Regions from separate parts of the Sus scrofa genome. Here region 2 is linked to region 1. Evidence: chromatin contacts called from public promoter capture Hi-C data. All regions are on one chromosome and are shown on one strand. Each heading gives the region's core, a stretch centred on a gene start, on an enhancer-like site or on the middle of the called end of the contact. The rest is flanking DNA. Distances are from core to core; before and after follow the strand shown.

The links. Promoter capture Hi-C pulls out the DNA fragments that hold promoters and counts their contacts.
Region 2: a contact with region 1 is called in a promoter capture Hi-C map of liver, with 4 times the contacts expected there. The contact joins the promoter of USP39 here to the promoter of IMMT in region 1. A contact is called at or near these places in 2 of 5 promoter capture datasets (fetal liver and liver) and 1 of 2 datasets of contacts at active chromatin or transcription factors (skeletal muscle).

What each region holds. Positions count from the first base shown.
Region 1 is chr3:58,572,690-58,576,497 of Sscrofa11.1, reverse strand. IMMT (MICOS complex subunit MIC60) reads right to left here and starts at 1,323. Exons shown (of 13, transcript XM_021087287.1): 1 at 1,131-1,323. The coding sequence starts at 1,175. MRPL35 (39S ribosomal protein L35, mitochondrial) reads left to right here and starts at 1,388. Exons shown (of 5, transcript XM_003124936.4): 1 at 1,388-1,518.
Region 2 is chr3:59,155,088-59,159,171 of Sscrofa11.1, reverse strand. USP39 (U4/U6.U5 tri-snRNP-associated protein 2) reads left to right here and starts at 2,575. Exons shown (of 13, transcript XM_013987875.2): 1 at 2,575-4,084. C3H2orf68 (UPF0561 protein C2orf68 homolog) reads right to left here and starts at 2,517. Exons shown (of 4, transcript XM_003354742.4): 1 at 2,285-2,517; 2 at 2,083-2,201; 3 at 785-936; 4 at 1-420. The coding sequence starts at 2,391. The coding sequence ends at 298.

The DNA of each region.
Region 1 (3,808 bases), core at 74-2,573:
AAGAGCTTGGAAGAGAACCCTTAGCTCCAAATGAGAACCACAGTGGGGACAATACCATAGCAGAGAACCCCATTCATGTCCAGAAACGGTTTTGTTTTAAGCTGCTCAATATGTGGCATTTGTTATATAGCAATAGAAAACCAACACACACCCCACTTTCCTATGGAAGAGGCTGCTTCTCTTACCCTTAAAATGAAAGGGAAATAAGAAAACTTGAAAGAAAAAATTAAGTTTGATTTTTATGATTTCTAACTCACTATGTCTAGGGATTTTGCTCAATTGCATGAGTCACAGTACCTGTTTTGCAACATCACATTTTGCCAAAATACCAATTTTCTTTAATTGTGAGCAGTGGGAATAGGTTTACCTTTTTTATTTTTAATTTTAGCAAATTACTTTGACAATCATGCAGAAATAAAAGGAACTGGGTTTCTAACCTCCTTGAATGTGTGCCAAAGTTGTCCCAGCACCTGGAGACACAGGCTAATCTCAGAAATGAGCACAAGGTCATGTCGCCTAACCTTCCTTGAGCACCAAGAGTTCGAGCTCCATAAACTACAACCTTTCATTTTTGTTCAGAGAACGAAGAGCTCAAGAGGTGTTCTCAGCTACAAAAAGAAGGGCAATCCCTCCTCCGTGATAATTACAACCTTGACCCCTAAAACGCGGACTCCAGCAGTCCAAGAACGGCCTTACTAAGATGCAATAAGACAAGGCTGTGCGTATCCTGCTGGGAAGTGTAGTTTTTCCCTGTCGACCTTCAACCACCGACTGTGCGAAACCTATCACGCGCCCAACCGGCGACCCGAGCGCCAGTAGCCTCGATTGGTCCTAGACTGGGGCAGCGCAGGGCTGATTGGATGGCACGTCCCCTAGGCCGTGCCTCCCGTCCTATGCCCGCCTCCCCGCCACCTTCTCCTCATGCCCCATCCCGCTCAGCAATAACCCTCAAGTCATCCCAGTCTGGCAAACTCCCGAATTAACTGCTTCACGGGCCCACCCGACACTCTCGCGATAAAGGCGGCCCTGAGACACGCCTTTGTCCCCGGGCCTAGGCAGAGACAAAGCCTCCCCCACTTTCAGTAGGTTGCCCGTCACCACACACTCTCTTCCGGCGCCCTGATCCTTACCTGGGCGGTGGAGGTCACGCCGGATAAATGACAGGCCCGCAGCATCTCGGCGCGGCGGACGGCGCTGCGGGTCTAAGTGAGAGCAGGGGCGGCGGCGGCGCGAGAAGGGGAGACCGTGCGCGCGCGCAAGCGTGCTTGCGTCCGTGCCGCCTGTCCGCGCCCTGCGTACCGGAAGGGCAGCCACCGCCACTGCGCATGCGCAACCTCCTGTTGCCCCTGTCCAAGCCCCTCCGAGAGGCTGGGCTCTGTCGGGACGGAAAGGGCGCTTTCTCTTTCCGGGTTGCGCTTCGGGTTCTGGTCTGTAGCGGGAAGCCCAGGGTACTAGGTGAACTGAACCGGTTGGAGGACGTCGGAAACTGGGGCTTCGGTTCCTGCGAAAACTGAGCAGGTGTGATTCTTCGGAGAATTCTAGCAGGAAAGTGGCTCAGCCTTTTCCGTCGGCTGGATATTTCGTAGAAAGGAATGGATTTGCCCAAAGTTACGTAAACGACGGTAGTGTCTCGGTTTCCGCGTTTGTTTTGTTTGACAGTCCTTCAGGGAGTCATGCTTTTGAGAGGCTGGGTGAGAGAACACTGAGGAGACCTTTGTGCAAAATTATTTGTTCATGTATCTAATAAATAGCAGAGAAGGGATAGGGACCCTGATTCTTCAGGTTCCACAGTCTCTACTCCTTCCATATTAAACCACACTGCTTTCTCCACCAAGTTTGTATTTTAAAAAGATAATTTTGGCCACAATCTGTGAGATGAAGTCAGTGCAGAAACACTGTTCAAAGCATTCCACCGATTCTGTAATCACGGAAACATATGTTAAATATTGAACACTATTCAATACTATTAGTACTAGTAATGATCTTATCACAATATCATAGAAACTAAATAACTTATCTATTGCGTGTGTAAGGTACTTCAAGTCTTAACTAGATAGTTCATTGTAGTTCTCCCTAGCGGTAGACAACGCTACTGAATCCCATTTGTAAAGAAGTGACTTTGAAAATTATCTAAGGAGTTCCCGTTGGGGCGCAGCGGAAACGAATCCAACTAGGAACCATGAGGTTGCGGGTTCAATTCCTGGCCTCAGTGGGTTCAGGATCCGGCGTTGCTGTGAGCTGCGGTGTAGATCACAGACTGGGATCTGGCGTTGGTATGGCTCTGGTAGCTACAGCTCCCATTAGACCCTTAGCCTGGGAACCTCCATATGCCACCAATGCAGCCCTAAAAGTCCAAAAAACAGAAAAATAAAATTATCTAAAATCAAATGATTACTTATGTTTGTATAGGTTTACTGCTTTTCCGAATAATTTTGTAATTACATTATACTTGATATTTCACATTGCCATCACTTAGCCTCAAGAGCAGTCGCCCACTTTTTTTTTTTTTTAGTAATTTTAACAATTAAACGGCAGCCCTGCCAGCCCATCCCTGCCCACTGCTCTCATGCTAGCTGACGCCAGTGTGATGACTTTTCTAACACCTTGGCCATAAACCTCTCAATGTCAATGAACATCTCCTCCAGCCATGTATGGCACAGCGTTGGGCCTCAATATCATTAGCAACTTTTCCATCTTCAAGATTTCAAACTCCAAAATTAATTTCTATAGTTTTTGTCATTTAATAAAGTCCTTAATCCCCATCTTCATGTGCAATTTATGACTTTTTTTTTTTTTGCTTTAAAATGGACTGTCCTCAGGAGTTGCTGTCATGGCTCAGTGGTTAATGAATCTCACTAGCATCCTTGAGGATGCAGGTTTGATCCCTGGTCTTGCTCAGTGGGTTAAGGATTCGGCGTTGCCATTAGCTGAGGTGTAGGTTGAAGATGTGGCTCAGATCACACGTTGCTGTGGCTGTGGCGTAGGCTGGTGGCTACAGCTCTGATTCGCCCCCTAGCCTGGGAACTTCCATATGCAGCTCTAAAAAGCAGAAGAAAAAAAAAAGAATCTGACTAGTATCCGTGAGGATGCAGTTTCAATCCCTGGCCTCACTCAATGGGCTGAAGGATTCAGCGTTGCCACGCTGTGGTGTAGATCCTAGACTCGGCTGGATTTGGTGTTGCTGTGGCTGTGACATAGGCTGGCAGCTGCAGCTCTGATTGGACCCCTAGCCCCATATGGTGCAGGTGTGGCCCTAAAAAAAAAAAAAAAAAAAAAAAAAAATTTAAACAATGCCACTCTTCTCACTAATTTTTTGAAATAGTTATTTTTCATAAAAATATGTTTGTATTAACATGGAAAAGGTTTATAATTGTTATTTTATTGAATTTATTTTATTCCTTTTTGTCCAACCCACAGCATGTGGAAATACCCAGGCCAGGGGTTGAACCCATGCCATAGCAGCAACATAAGCTTCTCCAATGACAATGCCAGATCCTTAACTTGATGTGCCACAAGAGAGCTCTCATACTTGTTATTTTAAAATGACAATAAGTGCAGTAAGCAAAATAATTATTCTCCAATACATCCACATTCTCCTAATCCCAGAGACCTGTGAATATATTACCTTGCATGACAAGAACTTTGCAGGTGTGATTAAATCAAGCATCTTGAGATTGAGGAATTATCAAGATTATCTGTGCAGGCCAAGTATAATCACAAGGATCCTTATGAGTGAAAGAGGGAAGACGGAGGGGCAGAGTCAGAAAAGGAGGTATGGGAGTTCCTGTCGTGGCACAGCAGAAATGAA
Region 2 (4,084 bases), core at 1,326-3,825, 580 kb before region 1:
GAGAAAGCGGCACGTTGGCACAAGGCTTCATAAACCTCAGCTCTCCTTGGGATCCTTACTTCCAGAACACCAAACTAACCAAACAAAATCCTCAAAAAATCCCAGAAATTGGCTGGTCAAATGGGCCAATCTACAAGAAAGAATGGCTACAAGGGAGGCGGCCAGGCATAGTCCTGGTGACGCCCTTTTCCTGTAGATGTGGCGGCTCTGGTGTGGGGGGGTGTCTCAAGATCAGCCCAGACTGGTCCTGGCACCCCCAAACTAAGGGCGGCTCCCTGGGCAGCGAATCCAGGCTGGTCAGGGTCGGCTCTGACGCTTTGCAATCTCCTCCTGGATGCGCAACTTGAGGGCCTCTCGCATAGGTGGCTCCAGAGGCGTATGTGCTGACACCTTGTCACTCACCCTTCCTGGATCATCATCCTACGTGGGGGAAGAATCAGGAAGCTCAGGGCCTGGTCTCTTCTGGAAAGGCAACCTGCCCTGTCCCCAGACAACACTCTCACAGAACTCTGTGACTCACAACTTCTTGCTAGTGCCTGTCATTTCCCAGGCGTCCCCTGTAATAGTGACTCTCAACTGGGGGCTTCGAGCCCTCCCTGTTGCCCGCTGACAGTCACTGTGTGAAGGGAGGGACTTGTGCTCAAACGCATCGCCCAGCGGTCTGTGCCCTCATGTGGGGCAGACACTTCCCACTGGCCCTGAGGAAAACAGTGGCTCAGGGTCTGGCAGTGATTTCCATCACGGCCCAGGACCTTCAGGCTGCAGCTGTTTCCACTAGGCATACCTGATACACGATAACTGATGTGATGTCTCCGCTGTCCGCCTCATATTCTAGGCAGAAGAGCTGATGACCGGGAGGCTCTGGCTCAGAGCCGCCACTACTGCTGCTTTCACTGGATTCCTCACAGTCTGGGTTGCTTGGATGGGTAGAGGCATCTGGAAGGATGGAACCAGAGTGAGAGGGATATGGGGAAGGCTGCTGGAGCTCCTGCACAGAGATGATATAGGAAAACATGCCATAAAGAAAGCCCCAAGCAGAGTTCCCGTCATGGCTCAGTGGAGACGAATCTGAATAGGATCCTTAAGGATGCAGGTTTGATTCCTGGCCCTGCTTAGTGGTTTCGGATCAGTGCCATGAGCTCTGGTGTAGGTCCAAGACGTGGCTAGGATCCAGTGTGCTGTAGCTGTGGTGTAGGGCAGTGGGTACAGCTCCGATCTGACCCCTAGCCTGGGAACTTCCATATGCCGCATGTGTAGCCCTAAACACAACAAAACCTCAATCTTCTCATGGACCAAGAATGTGTATGTGTGTGTGTGTATGCACAACATGGCACCCATCAGTTTTATTCACCTTTATCCCTGCCCCAGGACCAGAAGAGAGCCATCTCCGAATAGGTACATGAATGCACATTTTGTCTACAGTATTGGAGAATAGTAGAGAAGTGGATAGGGATCTGTCTGGGTTCAGGCCAGGCTCTACCATTTACTTCTCAGAGATCTCAGGCAAGTTACTCAATCTCTTTGTTTGTACCTGTTTTCCTGACTGTGAAACCCGTGAAAATTCCCATTTTATGAGATCCTCTTGAAACTAAACGAATTGATGTACCTAACACCTAAAAACACTTTAAGGATGGCTCGACAAATTTAGCGGTGTAGGTTTAACTCTCTCTAGAGGGCAGAGAAACTGGGGGTGGGAAGCTAGGGGGAAGGTCATTAACTGGGTTTGGGCTTCATGTCACAGGTATGTCCTGGTCGTCTAGAACAGTGCCAAACCTTTTTTTTTCTGTTAGATGGTGGGAATATGAGAATTCAGTATAGTGGGGGCAAACCAGCAGACAACTTCCTGCCGCTTCCCAGGTATGTCCAGTAATAGTGTTGCTTAACTAGTCTTGAGGGTCCCTGTTCTGCCGGGAGAACCACTGAGAGGCAGCTGGAGAGCGTCGAGGCGGAAGTTCCGGGAAGGGACGAGATGAACTGAGCCTTGGGGGTTAAGGAGTGTGTTTCTTTTTTTCGTTGTTTGTTTTTTGCCATATAGAAAGGAAGAGTGCGTTCAGGCAGAGGGCTAGAGGCAGGCGGCCTCACCTCGGTGTCGCGGCAGATACACCTGCAGGTCCGGCTTGCGGGGCCGAGTGGGCGCGGGCGTGTGCCGCCTCCTCACCTTCTCCTTGGCCGCCTGCTTTACCTTCTTGTCGTAGTCGTCCCTGCGGGGAGCCGAGCGGGAGTCAGGGACGGCCGGGCCAGGCCAGGCCAGGGGTGGCGCCGGTGGCGCGGGGCGGGGAGGTACCGGGCGAGCTGGTTCCGTCGAATGTGGTGGACGAAGCCGTGGCTCATGTCCAGCCGCCCGCCCGGCTTGTAGCAGAGGCCGGGTCCGGGCCCCGGCGCCGATTCCATCTGGAGCTCTGTGCGCGGAGCTGCGCCGCCTCCGCCTCAACGGCTCCAACGGCAGCCCTCCAGCAGGCAGAACTCCGCGCCACCCGTCGCTCGACTTCCGGCTCCGCACCCTGACGTCGGCGGGGAACCGGCCGACCGGGCCGAGCGTCACCACGCGCGGAGTTCCAGGCGTGAGCTGGGCTGGTGGAGTGGTGCTGGGAATGGGACGTGCGCGACTTCCATTCCCCCGGCGGGGCCTTGCCTTTTTTGTGACGTTATCAATAAGAAAGCAGGATTTAGGCTTACTGCTGATGCACCAGAAAATTCAGAAAAATACAAAGCACCCATCACAGCACTCCGTGATTTGTGTGGAGCCTTCTCGTCTTTTTTTCCCGTGATGAGATGCTGCGAAAACTCCATCATCAGCTGCGTGATCGTCTCATCTTACTCGTGATCTGCGAGGTCGTGAGGAGGCCAGTGCCCGGAAGGGCAAACTGCGGCGCCCCCGTTGCTCAGCCCACCCCCCTGCCCGCACCGGGCCCCTCGGCCCCTTCGCCACCGGTGGCGGGGATGCCCCCTTCCAGCCCACCCAGCGCCCACTGGTCTGACGTCTTAACTCTCTCCGTGAGAGGATCTAGAGCTTTTCAGGGGTCTGAGCCTGTGTCATTTTTGAATCCTCTTTAAAAAGAGACAAAAGATTAGAACAGGGATGGATTGATACATCCACACGATGGAATATCGCTGAGCAGTCAAAAATAACGAGCTGTTACACATTCAACAGCGTGGATGAATCTCAAAATAAATATGCGAGTGAACGAGGCCAGGGGTAAAAAGACTGGTTCTGTGTTTCCATTTAGATAAACTCTAGAAAGTGCACTGATCTGGAGCTCCCTTGTGGCTCAGTGGGTTAAGGATCTGGCATTGTTACCACAGCTGCTCTGGTCGCTAATGTGTAGGGGGTTCCATTTATGGCCTGGGAACTTCCATATGCCAGAGCTGGCCAACAACAAGGACAAAAACAAAAACAGAAAGTGAGTGCACTGAAAGCACGTCAATGGTGGGGGCAGAACACTTGGTGGCTGGTGGTTAAGTTCATTATCTCTTTGGTTTTGGACTGTATATGTACCTCCATTGATATTCAAGCAGACTAACTTATGTATTTATTTTTTTTCTGCTGCACCTGCAGCATATGGAAGTTCCATATGCACGTCAAATTGGAGCTGCAGCTGCCAGCCCATGCAACATCCACACCGATCCTCCACACATCATCTGTGACCTACAACTCAGCTTGGGACAACGCTGTATCCTTAACCCACTGAGGGAGGCCAGGGATCAAGTCTGCATCCTCACGGACAGTGTCGGGTTCTTAGCCTGCTAAACCACACCCGGAATTCCAAATTGCACACTCGTTTCATTTGTCTTTTTTATTTTATTTTATTTTTTATTTATTTATTTTTTTCCATTTCTTGGGCCGATCCTGCTGCATATGGAGGTTCCCACTAGGGGTCGAATTGGAGCTGCAGCTGCCGGCCTACGCCAGAGCCACAGCAACGCGGGATCCAAGCTGCATCTGCGGCCCACACCACAGCTCACGGCAACACCGGATCCTTAACCCACTGAACAAGGCCAGGGATCGAACCCACAACCTCATGGTTCCTGGTCGTATTCGTTAACCACTGAGCCCGGACGGGAACCCCTTGTCTTTTTAGGGCTG